Regions from separate parts of the Sus scrofa genome. Here region 2 is linked to region 1. Evidence: chromatin contacts called from public promoter capture Hi-C data. All regions are on one chromosome and are shown on one strand. The core of a region is the stretch at or near the end of the contact, and the rest is flanking DNA. Distances in the headings are between cores, read along the strand shown.

Region 1 (6,494 bases), core at 3,666-6,165:
AGTGAACGTAAGTTGAGCTCTTCTGTGATCTTAGCCTCCCTGAGCAGCTCCTCCTGGGTCAGTGGCCGCTCACAGTGGGGCCCCTTTCGCCGCCGTGACTGACCCTGCCGCTCTTGTACTCGAAGGAATGTCTGTCTTGTATGCTCAGCTGTAGACTGACGCATGGACTTCCGACCTGGGAAGGAAGTCAAGAGAGGAAGAAACCTTTGAACTCATGTCCACCTCCTTTGTATTTTTTTTTAAATTTAAAATTTTTATTTGGAAATCATCTTAAACTTAGAAAAAAGTTGCAAGAACAGTACAAAGTAAATCCATGTGTTCTTTACCAGATCACCTGTTAACATTTTGCCCTATTTGCATTTTGTGTGTGTGTGTTTTCTGAATAATCTGAGAGTTAAGTGTACATATCATGGCTCTATTCCCCTAAATACTCAGTGTATATTTTCTAAGAACAAAAAATTTCCTTACATAAACATAATTCAGTTATCAACTTCAGGAAATTTAACAGTAATACAATACTTTATCATATTTCAATTTTGTCAATTGACCCAAACATCCGCACTCACTGTCAGAGCCATCATCCTGTAGTTCTAGTGGAAGCAATGCTTTCTCTTCTCGGGTCTTCTGAGAGCTACCAGCTGGGGTGCTGACCTTTCGAGGCCTCAAGCTCTTAAGAGGCTCCTGGGGACAGAATGGAATCAGACACCAGGGAAGAGAAGAAACAGGTAAAAGGAAGAGAAAACCAGCACTGAAGAAAATGGGACTGGTGTGAGGATCTTGAGACCTGATGAAAGAGAGAACAGGAATTAAGGAAGCCCAAGAAAACTAGGACCCCCCCCTTCACCTTATACGCTTTGGTGACTACTCGGCGCTTCCTTCTTGGCTCTTCTGTTTCTCCATCACTGGATGGTTCATCTCCTTCGTCGATGTCAAAATCAGAGTCCACCTCATCCTCTGTGTCTGACTGGTCCCCTTGATACTCATCATCTCCTGATTCCTGAAGGCATAGGGAAAAAAGGTTCTCATCGGCATCGGAGTCATTAATACCCCTCCAGGAGGAACAGAACTATTTCTTTCTTTCCTTCCCTTTCCTCCCTCCCTCCCTTTCTTTTTTGGTCTTTTTAGGGCTGTACCTGCGGCATATGGAAGTTCCCAGGCTAGGGGTTGAATTGGAGCTACAGCTGCTGGCCTATACCATAGCCATAGCAATGCCAGATTTGAGCCACATCTGTGACCTACTCCACAGTTCATGGCAAAGCTGGATCCTTAACCCACTGAGGGAGGCTAGGGACTGATGGCCTTAATCAATCATGGATGCTAGTCAGATTCATTACTGCTGAGGAAGGCCAGAATCAGTTTCTTTAGAAGGGCTGCCCCACTCTCCTTCCCAACTCAGCCTTTCACCTTCCTCAGGCAAAAAGCTTTCCGAGCTGATGGCCTTCAGCTCCAGGACCACCCCTTCCAACATTAATTGACTGCCTTGTACCTGTAGCACAGTGTTAAGTGCTGGGGTACAAAAGGATATGGTTTAGTCTCTATCTTCATGGGATCTTGCAGACTAGTAGAGGACAGGACATAATTATAAAACAAAGTTTTAATACAAGGCAACATATAAAGTACCAATAAAATGTTACAGATGGCTCGGGAAGGTTTAACTTTAGATTTCCTTCCTTTCGACTAGGAGTTGGCAAACTTTTTCAGTAAAGGGCCAGTTTCAGCCAACAGGTTGTAGTTTACTAAACCCTGCGTTAGACTCTAAAAAATGCAGAGGAGGACCTCCCATTGTGGCTCAGGAGAAACGAATCTAATATCCATGAAGACACAGGTTTGATCCCTGGCTTTGCTCAGTGGGTTAAGGATCCCACTTAAGGATCTTGGCATTGCTGAGAGCTGTGGTGTAGGTTGCAGACCTGGCTCAAATCTGGTATTGCTGTGGCTGTGGTGTAGGCTGGCAGATGCAGCTCCAATTCGACCCTTAGCCCAGGAACCTCTGTATGCTGTGGGTGCAGCCCTAAAAAGACAAAAAAAAAAAAAAAAAAAAAAAAAAAAAATTGCCTTTGACCACGGTTTAAAATACTGATAGTATTTAGATAGCCAAGGTCAAGGAGAGAAACATGGGCAGATCAAACAGCAGGAACAAAGGTGTAGAAGCAGGAATGCGTATAGCATGATTAGGGAATAAGGATTTGGACCTAAGTAAAGCAGGTTATCTCTGGCAAGAAGTTGTCCTAGCTGATTGTCTTTGGCGCTAGCACAGACAGCCTCCTTCCAACATTAACTGACTGCCCTGTAGGGCTACAAGATTAGAAAAGAAGGAAGTTGCCTCGGGGCCCAATGGGTCACGTTAGCTTTGCTGTGAGTTGTGATGTAGGCTGCAGACCAGGCTCAGATCTGGCGTTGCTATGGCTGTGGAGCAGGCTGGCAGCTACAGCTCGGATTCAACAGCTAGCCTGGGAACGTGCATATGCTGCAGGTGCAGCCTTAAAAAGGCAAAAAAAAGAAGAAAAAAAATCACTTGGAGGCGAAGGAGTTAATTGGGTGGGGCAGAACTTCAAACATGTGGCTTTCTCTTCAATCAATGATGAGACTAACGGGCTAATCTTGGTATACACACTGCCAAAACAAGCAAATAACAGACAGTTGACACTCCAAGCCTGTCAGCTTCAGTCTTGCACTGATGACCATCATTTCCTCCCAACTGATGTTTGTGAAAGACAGCCTGGGAACATGTTAATCCCCTTAGCTCTGACCCTACTAAGTCATATCACCAGAGGTAGCAGTTCAACTACACATTAGCTTAATGCCCAATTGAAATGCTTTCACTAAGTTATGGACTTACTACCATTCCTTTGGCTTTTATCAAGGGTCATTAATAGACATGACTAATCAAGAGACTGTTTTTACATCATCTACCAAACCCCTGTTACTTTATATATAAGGACGCAATTCTCCCTAGGATTTAATGTTGAATAAGTTTGTCTCTCTTAAAGAACTTGTATGCTTCTTTCCTACTGAAAAAAGAAATTCAGGGTTTGGCTGCCAGGAAGCTCACAGCTAAATTTAAAATCAATTGCTACTACCATTTTAGCTGAGGCTCTTGGTACAATTACTTCTGATCTGTCTCTATTTTTACTGTTCCTACTTTTTGTTTATATCGTAAGCCTCCTTAAATCCTTTTTGGAAGAAGGAAGGGTACATATTAAATAACAACTCGTAAAATGACAGGAATAGGAAAATGGCCTTTGGAGGAGGGATGGGAAAGTTCTATTTTAAACTACTTGCTTAGGGGGTTGTTGTGATGATTCCTAATCAGTCACCAAGTCCTGTGGATTCTATTTCTCCTTAATTTCTCCTGAACCCTCCTGATCATGTTTCTCTACTCCCGCTGCCTTCTTCAAATCCACAATACAGAGTGATCTTTATAAAGTACAAATCTGATCATAAAACTATGACAAATATTCTCAGTCCTCTGGATGAAGAGCAAAACTCCTTAACATGGCTCACAAGCCCTCCATGATCTGGCCCACGCCTACTCCCTCCAGCCTGACCAACCTTTATTCTCCTTCATGGTCTGGATAATGACAGTAGATATGCAGGTCCCTGACAAGGATCTCAGCGTTTTTATACATCTCTGCCCCACCCCCTCGCTGGACCAACCCTCCTCCTTCCCCTGCTCCTACTCCTACCACTATTCAGCCAGCCAAGGCCACTTTTCATATGGTCCTCAGCTTATCCTGATGCCTATCCCAAACAACTTTGGCTCCATGTGGAATTTAAACTGACTTAATTCAGCTAGTTCCCCCACTGGAATCTGGAATATGTCAGAACAAAATGGTGGGGTCTGTTTTTTGGTTTGTTTTCTTTTTGGCTGCGCTGGAGCCATGTGCAACTTCCCCACCAGGGACTGAACTGGTGCCAAAGGAGGTGACCCAAGCGGCAGCAGTGACACCATGCCCTTAACTGGCTGAGCCACAGAGGAACTCCCCAAAGTGGTGTTTTTAATACTCTGTTTCCCTAAAGCCTATCACAGTTCTTGGCTTGCTCTATGCGTTTAATATATTTGATGAACGGTTAGATTCAATCAATATAAAATTTAACAAGTGCCAACCCAATGAGGACACTGGACCAGGCATTGGACATGTGTACTGTTAAACAAAACAGATTATCTCTAACCTTAAAGCGCTTACAATCTGATAGAAAAGTATAAACAAGCCAGCAAAAGCTATTACAAATCGAAATAGGTTCTACGAAAGATATATAGGGAGAAACTTCTTAGCACAATCAAGGAAAGGCTATTTACCCAAGAGACATTTACACCGAGATCTGAAAGCTGAAAAAGGAGTATGCTAAGTGCCTCTATTTTTTCTTGAGAGAGATTTCTTTTCTATACTTGAGATGAATAACCAGGCAGTGGGCCAACGAGCATACACCGCGTGACTACGATGTGCTGTATGCTAGACGTCAGAAGTGCAATGAGAGATGCAGCTGGGGAAGTACACAGCAGGTTTCAGCCATCCAGGACTCTCCCTTCCAGGACTCCAGTTTATCCTCCAGTCTCGCCCACCCCATCTCGAGTATCAGCTACCAAGGATCCTCTCTTCCCCCACCCCCTTCTTTGTCCGAGGTTTCTCCCTTCAGGACTCCTTTCAGCTTCCTTCCCTCCCTCTTCCTGGGCCCGGCTCTTGCCTCAGTGAAACCCCCATAAGTCGTCTGGTAGAACTCATCTTCCTCCTCTGCCTCCAGGAGACCAGAAAGCCGGTTCCCTGCGGTCTTCCGGGGGGCCCGGCCCCCAGCCAAACTCATAGTGCCTACTCAGACTGCGCCACCACCAGCAACCCCTCACACAGCGCGGTCCTCAAGGATCGGCTCTCGACACCACTACCTGCGGGCGGCATGCGACGGCGGAAGCCGGTCATCTACAGGCAGAAGTAGCAGAGCGTCGAGAGATTCCTAGTCCCGCCCCCGAAATCTTCTCACGGCTTCAGCCCCGCCCACGCCTGCGCAGAGACTACCCCAAGCTCCCCGCCCCAGTTCCGGCGCCCATCTGGGCTGTGAAATACTTCGATTTGGTGACCCCCAGAAACCCCGCTACACTGAGTGCAGAAATCGGGAGCCAAGAAATTTTCATTTAGAAGAGGTCAGTCTCCCTCTGCTCCAGTTCGTTTTCCACTCTGCTGCCAGTAGGAACCTTTCTAAAAACCCAGATTTTGTCACACTTTTGCTCAAAAATCTTTAATGGCTCCTTCCTTGTCGACTTACAGGGTAAAGTCCAAATGTTTTTTAAATTTAGTTTTTAGTTTATATTGGATTATAGTTGATTTTCAATGTTGTGTTAATTTCAGGTGTACAGAAAAGTGATTCAGTTATACATATACCCATTCGTCTTTTTAAGTAAGTTGTTTTTTTTTTTTTTTTTGTCTTTTTGCGGTTTCTTGGGCCACTCCCGTGGCATATGGAGGTTCCCAGGCTAGGGGTCGAATCGGAGCCGTAGCTGCAGGCCTACGCCAGAGCCGCAGCAACGCGGATCCCAGCCGCTTCTGCAACCTACACCACAGCTCAGGGTAACGCCGGATCCTTAACCCACTGAACAAGGCCAGGGATCAAACTCGCAACTTCATGGTTCCCAGTCAGACTCGTTAACCACTGAGCCACAATGGGAACTCCTTAAGTAAAATTAAAAAAAAAAAAAAAAAATTCCCCCTTTTTCGGCAACCCGCATGACATGCAGAAGTTCCAGGACTAGGGATCAAATCCAAGCCAGAGCTTCGACCTACACAAAGCAACTTCTGATTATCTATTTTATTTTATTATTTTCTTTTCTTTCTTTCTTTCTTTTTAGGGCTGCACCCGCTGCATATCGAGGTTCCCAGGCTGGGGGTTGAATCAGCTACAGCTGCTGCCCTACACCACAGCCACAGCAATGCAGGATCTGAGCTGCATCTGTGACCTACACCACAGCTTAACCCACTGAGTGAGGCCAGCGATTGAACCCGAGTCCTCATGGATTCTAGCCGGGTTCGTTAACCGCTGAGCCAAGACGGGAACTCCTGATGTTTGTCCTTCTCTGCCTGAAAGTCCAAAATTCTTGTGGCGGAATAGTAGCATGGCTGAGAGCTGAGTTGTAGAGCCAGCCAGACCTGAGTTTGAGTTTGAGTTTAAGGTCTTCTAGCTGTGTGACTTTGGACAAGTTGTTTTGCCTCCCTGAATTTTAATCTTCTCATCTGTAAAGTGACACTAATAAGAATACCTACACTTTTAGGTGGTTGAGAAGATTTAAATATCTAATCCTTGTAAACCACTTAGCACAGTAATAAGCACATAGATGTTTGTTTGGTAGGGGATAACTACTATTAACATAGCTTTCAAGATCCTTCATCAGTCATTTAGCTTCTCCCTGCCTTTAACAGCCTCACATTATTCCACATCATCCTATTCTAGCATCGTTTCCCTGACACCAATTCTTTATCATGTCTCCGTATTTTTCCTTCTTAAAA
Region 2 (7,052 bases), core at 795-3,294, 270 kb before region 1:
TCCCAAAATGCAACAGGCTACCAAAAGTCCACCCATGATCTCTTTCATGTGATACAAAGGGGCATAAGGAGAAATGAAGGAAGTAAATGCACTTTCTAACTTAATTATCATGTGTTGAACTTGGAATCAATAACTTGGAAGAGATAGGAGAATTCTCCAACATCAAAAAAGAAATCTAAAAGTTGCAGAAAGCAGGCTGCCAAAGGGCAATAAACAAAGTAACTGTTTCATCATTAGCAAAGATTCTATACAAATAAATGCTATTTTTTGCTTACAGATTTAAGTTGATATCGATCAGCTAATAAAAATGTGGTCAAGAAATTGTCATTCTGGTAACTGTTGTTTAAAAAACAAAACAAAATAAAGCAACCCCACCCACACTGCTAGAAAAAAAACTTCTGACATATGCACTAAACTTGTTTACCCAGGCCACCTCTTAACAGGAGAAATGCTTTGCGACTTGACTAGGGTTATGTAAGTATTTTGCAATGTGTTATCAGTTTAAAATCTTGTTTATTTACTCCCTAGTTAACAGGTTATTTTACTCCAAGGTCAGGTTTGCCATAATCATCGCATCTTTTCAATTTTATTCCATCACTCAGCACTTTCTGCAATGGAATTTTAGCCATTAATTTTATCTCCTTTTCCTCTAAAAAATTAACAAGATTTAAAAATATGATATTGACCATGTGGACAAATGTTAACTTCCTTTTAAATAGCTTCTGTTCCCAGAAACATGGTAGGAAAGACAGTAAATTTCACAGTGATTCAACTGTAATAGCAAAACCTGGTATTGCAAAATAATACTCCCTTTCAGAGACACGGAAAAAAATTTAAATTTCAACAAGGGAATGGCAGTGAATCCCTCCCACTAAGGTACTTCCAAATTATTCATCCCCACCTCTGGCTTCTTTTTTAAGGCTATTAAAGACAGGGATTTCTGGAAAATGGCCAAGGTCAGCAAGGTAAACTGGGATCCCTAAAATGAAATACTTCCCAGGGAGAAATAACTGTAACATAGTGGAAAGAGGACTGGGACTAGGAATGTGAAGACCTGATCTGTCTAGACATGCTGCACTACACGCCACTCCATCTCTTAGACATGACTGACTAGATTTTTTCGAAATGTTCAAGCTCTCCTTTTAGAAGAGATATTCATTGAGATATAGCATAAATTGAACTTTTCTTAAAGAATGGGAACTGCTTCGACCCACATCTAACAAATTAAACTTGGGTCCTGGATGCTTGCTGTTGGCAAGATTCATCCTGAAACTCAAGCATTACACAAACCTCCGCCTTCAGACACTAGAGGCATCTTTAATACACAAATGTAAGTTTCAAAGGACAGCCCCCGGGGCGAGGGGTAGGGGCACAGCTTTTTTATTTTTCAAGAGAAATTGAGTATAATTCAAGGCTTTATAACCTAAACGTTTGGAAGCACACCTCAGCTAAACAACAACGTGGTCCAGTGCTTAAGAGTCCAAACCACTTTTAAAGTAAAAAGAGCCACTCTGCCCACAGTTACTCGGCATCAAGCAGGTCCACAGTGGGCAGAGGGTTGAAAGAGGACCACACCACACAGCAGAACGCCGCCACAAGAGTGGAGGCGGGCCAGCCCCGCGCCAAGAGCCGCTCCAACAGAACTCGGGGCAAGGATTCCCCAACTCTCACCCGCCTGCTCCCTCCCTCCACTTCGGGTCTCCCCAGTGCCCCAGGGTCGGGCCCCTCCCCCAGGTCACTCCCTTCCCCCACTGTCCCCTAACCGCCTACGCGCGTCCCAGCGCTCTCACCCCAACTACGGCCCCTCAGCCCTGGGTCTCCCCAGCTGCCAACCCCTTCAGCCCCTCCTTCTTTAGAGGCACACCAGTCCTCCGTCTCCTCACCGGGGTTAGCAGTAGTCGCCGCCATGGCCGCAGATGCCACCGCCGCTGTACCACCCCCCCAGTGGGAGGAGCCGCCGCCACCGAACCGGGGGGAGGGGGAGGGGAGAGCCACTCCCCAGACGCGGCGCCGTAATGCCGCCACCGCTACCGCGGAATCCAAGATGGCGGCTGCAGCAACCCCCACCGTCCCCAACCCCTACGGCGGAGAGACCCCGCCCAGGAGGCGTGGTCACCCCCAAGGCCCGCCTCCTCTGGAAAACTGGCCAATGGAAATGCCAAATCGACCGGAGGCGGGCTGGCCACTGAGCCGCCAGCGGGTCCGGAGGAGGAGAGAGGGCAAGGAAGAAGTCCAGCTGTCTCTTTAATCCCGCCTCTAGTGCGTTAGAGGTCAGAGATCCAGTGACGTCAGTGAAAAACAATTTTACTAAAAAGCTTCGCTGGGTGGTGGATTCGCCTGGCTGGCCACTCTGCAGACAATTTTTTTTGTAGATCTTCTTCAGGTGCTCATATGTTTAAACTTCACTTAGTGATTTGCAATCCTTCCTAGTTTTTTCCTATTTCAAGGACCTTTGTACCTGCTGAAAAAAGTTAGATAAGTGAGTTTTGAATGCTTTTTATGGAACTGGTGGTGTTCGAGTATCTGGGCGCTTGTGGTGTGGTAGGGGAGATATCGGCAGCCAAAACAAGAGGCAATGTATAAAGAAAATATTTTGATTAAGAGTGGGATAACTTCCTCTGATCAATGAAAGGGACATGGTGACGGGTTTTTAGCAGAGAACTGATAAGATGAATATTGCACAAATTTATTTTCAAAAAATAGGAAGCATTGAGCACTTCGGGCCAGACACTGTCCAAACCGTTTTATAGTATTTCATTTAATCCTCATAACAACATTGTGAGGTAGATTCTGTTATTTTTTCCGTTTTGCAGATAAGGAAACAGAAGCAAAGAGGTTAAACTATGGACACCCAGCTGGTAAGTAGCGGTGGAGGCAAACTGAAGAAGTCTGACTCTGGGAATATTTTCCCTTCATCCCCTTTGTGTAGCACTGCAACATACTGCCGTTTCACATATCTTTCACAAATTGTCTATTAGAAATTTAATTCTAATTTTAACAGAAATCCCATTACACTCTTGAGCATCTTTGAATTCTTGTATGTATCCTACAAAGATTACATAGATCCACTTTTCTCAGTTAACAGTATAGTTTAACTCAGCCAAGGTATTTTAACATATTTTGAATATTATTGTTACATTTGTTAAAATTAAAATTTTCTTTGCTATCAGTTTGTTGTGTTGTATTTCCAGTTCACCAAAAAGAGAAAAATCACTCACTCAAAAGAAATGCATTGATGAAAAAAGTACCTTGAAGTGTAACCAGTAGCAGTGAAAATTTACAAGGAGATAGAGCTTAATTCTCCTCCTTTTTTTTTTTTTTTTTTTGTCTTTTTGGGGCCACACCCTTGGCATATGTAAGTTCCCAGGCTAGGGGTTGAATCAAGAGCTGCAGCTGCCGGCCTACATCACAGCCACAGCAATGCAGGATCCAAGGCGTGTCTGCAGCCTATACCACAGCTCACAGCAACGATGGATCTTTAACCCAACAAGCAAGGCAAGGGATTGAACCCACATCCTCATGAATACCAGTTGGGTTCCTTAACCACTGAGCCACAATAGGAACTCCCTAATTTTCCTCCTTTGATTGTGAATTTGGCTTAGGAGTTTGCTTTTAAGGAATAGGATATGGAAAGGGGAAAATAGTAATGTTACAGTGAAGAAAACTGACAGATACCATCTTTCCCAAATAATCAAGGTTAACTTCGCCAATAGTAAGTTATATTAAAACTATGTATTGAGGACTAAATAAATATCTGCACATCCTAAAAGTTGATTGTTATATTTTATTCGGTGGACAGAACTCCAAAGCCCTGGAGGCAGCATCTCAAGTAACCCTGAGAAAATTGCTCTGAGGAGGCTGGGAGGAGCTAGGACATAGAGGAGTTTTGCAACAAAGAGCAAGTAGTAGGAACTATCTACCTACCTAGTATAAACAAAAGATTACTGTTAATAACAGAAAACTAGATATCTGAAATTAAGGAATTTAGAGCTTTTCTGTGTATGGGAAGATACAAAGGTCTGGGCTCACTGAAATCATTCCTTTGATATAGGGCCAGTTTCACATCCTAATTTTCCTCAGAGTTCACTGGCTCATCCTTGGAGGTGGCTGCAATTGCTAATGACTGTGAAATCCTTTGCTTACTGATATGGCAGTCAGTATTTTGTTTCACATACCCCTGACATGATGCGATGAGAAGGGCACCTCACTTCTGTTGTGTTCTTCCACCAAATCTATAGCCTCAGCCTAAACATGGGAGGACATCAGACAAACCCAAACTGAGGTATGGTCTGCAAAAATACCTGATCTGTATTCTTTAAAATTGCCAAGATCATGAAAAGAAAATGAACAAAGAGAAAAACTGTCATAGTTTGGAGGACATGAGGACTACTTACAAGATCCTGGGTTGGATCAAAAAAAACAAAAAGGACATTAATGGAAAATTTGATGAAATCCAAAGGAAAGTATATAGTTTAGTTAAATAGAGTTGTACCAATGTTAATTTCTTAGTTTTGTAAATGTAACGTTATAATGCAGGATATTAGCATTAGGGGAAACTGAGTGAGGGTATACAGGAACTCCTTGTACTATCTTTGTAATTCTGTGAATCTAAACGTATGTCACGATAAAAAAATAAAACAAAAACAAACAAAAAGTAATGGTGAAAAAAGTAAAAACTACTTCAGTTCAAAATTATGTTGTAGGGAGTTCCTGTCCCAGCTCAGTGGTTAATGAACCCGACTAGCATCCATGAGTACATGAGTTCGATCCCTGGTCTCGCTCAGTGGATTAAGGATCTGGCATTGCCATGAGCCGTGATGTAGGTCGAAGATGCAGCCCGGATCCCACGTTGCCGTTGCTGTTGTTGTGCCTGTGGCGTAGGCCAGCAGCTGCAGCTCCAATTCAACCCCAGCCTGGGAATTTCCACATGCCGCCCTAAAAAGAAAAAAAAAAAAATTATATTGTAGGAGTTCCCATTGTGGCTCAGCAGGTTATGAACCTTACTGATATCCACGAGGATGCAGGTTTGATCCTTGGCCTCACTCTGTGGGTTAAGGATCCTGTACGGCTGTGGCTGTGGTGTAGGCCAGCAGCTGCAGTTCTGATTTGACCACTACCCTGGGAACTTTCATATGGCACAGATGTGGCCCTAAAAAAGAAAAAATAAAATTACATCTTAAAGATAGCTAGCTCTTAAAAAGACTGCAGTGCCGATATAGAATATATTATTATGTGCCTTTAAATGTGGTAAGTTCATCCAAGCAACAAAAACAACAAAATTTTAAGTAAATAGTAAGTATGACCATGAATATCAAAAACATAGGTTTTATTGGGCTACCATCCATTTCTCCATTGCCCACTACACCTTGATTGTTGGGAAATTTTGCCAGTGACTTAGAAAGACATCAAAACTTTCAAGTCAATTTTGGCCCAAATACAATAACCTCACTGCCAAGAAATACACTTTTCCAGAACAAATGCAAAGTAGTGTTTTCCAGAATGAAACAGATGAATTTGTGGATGAAAAATAGCAAGTTATGGGCTTCATTTTTTTAATTTTTAATTTTTTTTATGACAGCACCCGCACTATATGGAAGTTCCTGGGACAGGGACTGAATCTGAGCCACAGCTGCAGCAACACCAGATCCTTTAACCCACTGCTTAGGGCCAGGGATGCTGCTGCAGCTGAAGTGGGATTCTTAACCTACTGCACCAGAACTCCAGCCCTCATTAAAAAAAAAAAGTAAAAGTCACTTTTTTTCAGAAATACTTGCTACAAAGTTAATAGCAAATGTTTTCCTTGGAAAAAGTATAATGAACTATTAGCAAAAATCCCTAATCAAATATCATATGAAATCATGCTATACAACATGAAAGGGCTATATCAGCCCAACACTTGCTAAAAAAGTTGTTTGTCAGAGTTCCCTTCGTGGCTCAGTGGTTAACGAATCCAACTAGGAACCACGAGGTTTCGGGTTCGATCGCTGGCCTTGCTCAGTGGGTTAAGGATCCAGGGTTGTTGTGAGCTGTGGTGTAAGTCACAGACGCGGCTTGGATCCTGTGAAGCTGTGGCTCTGGTGTAGGCTGGCGGCTATGGCTCCAATTGGACCCCTAGCCTGGGAACCTCCATATGCCATGAGAGCCGCCCAGGAAATGGCAAAAAGACAAAAAAAAAAAAAAAAGTTTTTGAAATATGAGTGGACACAACTGATGTACACAATATGAATAATTTCACAGTGTATATGCAGGGGGAAATGCGCAGAAACGTACTGTTTGGTTTATTATTAAAAATTCAAATTACCGCAGAAGAAATTTTCATTTAGAAAATTTTTCATTAAAAAAAATTACTTCGGGGGAGTTTCTGTTGTGATTCAGGAGTAAAGAACACAACTAGTATCCATGAGGATGAGGGTTCGATCCCTGGACCTGCTTAGCATTGTGGTGAGCTGCAGTATAGGTCACAGTTGTGGCTCAGATCTGGCATTGCTGTGGCTGTGGTATAGGCCAGCAGCTACCACTCTGATTTGACCACTAGTCTGGGAACTTCCATATGCTGCAGGTATGGCCCTAAAAAGAAAAAATAAATTATTGTTGGAGTTCTCCTGTGGCTCATCAGGTTAAGGATCTCTTGTCACTACTGTGGCTCCAGTTGCTGCTATGGCATGGATTTGATCCCTGGCCCAGGAACTTCCCCATGCCTTGAGTGCAGCCGAAAAAAAAGGAAAAAAAATATTTTATGAGGTATGACGAAATCTGAAAAAGGTAGCTTGTGATCAAAACTGATGGAGTTGTAGCTTTGGATGTACAAAGGATATTATTCCTACAATGAACGAAAGATGAGTCTACTTTCTGTTTTATTCAGAGAACAGTTGGTAGTCAAACAATAATTCTGATTATGATTCAACATAGAACAAATTAGTGCAAACTGTACGAATAGTAAATAGCAGCCAGTAAGCATAATCTTTAAGAAGAAACAGGCGAATAATAGAAGACTGCTTTTTCCACAATGAAGTATGGAGGCCAGTAATGAGGAAGGTTTCTAAATAAGGGCT

What was found. Promoter capture Hi-C pulls out the DNA fragments that hold promoters and counts their contacts.
Region 2: a promoter capture Hi-C map of fetal liver shows a contact between it and region 1, with 2.5 times the contacts expected there. The contact joins the promoter of ARNT here to the promoter of VPS72 in region 1. A contact is called at or near these places in 1 of 5 promoter capture datasets (fetal liver) and 1 of 2 datasets of contacts at active chromatin or transcription factors (alveolar macrophages).

What each region holds. Positions count from the first base shown.
Region 1 is chr4:98,060,682-98,067,175 of Sscrofa11.1, reverse strand. It overlaps VPS72 (vacuolar protein sorting-associated protein 72 homolog), which reads right to left and starts at 4,915. Exons shown (of 6, transcript XM_001929654.5): 1 at 4,687-4,915; 2 at 845-997; 3 at 567-681; 4 at 1-175. The coding sequence starts at 4,803. It also overlaps a transcript of PIP5K1A not described here.
Region 2 is chr4:98,328,451-98,335,502 of Sscrofa11.1, reverse strand. ARNT (aryl hydrocarbon receptor nuclear translocator) reads right to left here and starts at 2,044. Exons shown (of 22, transcript NM_001315687.1): 1 at 1,884-2,044. The coding sequence starts at 1,908.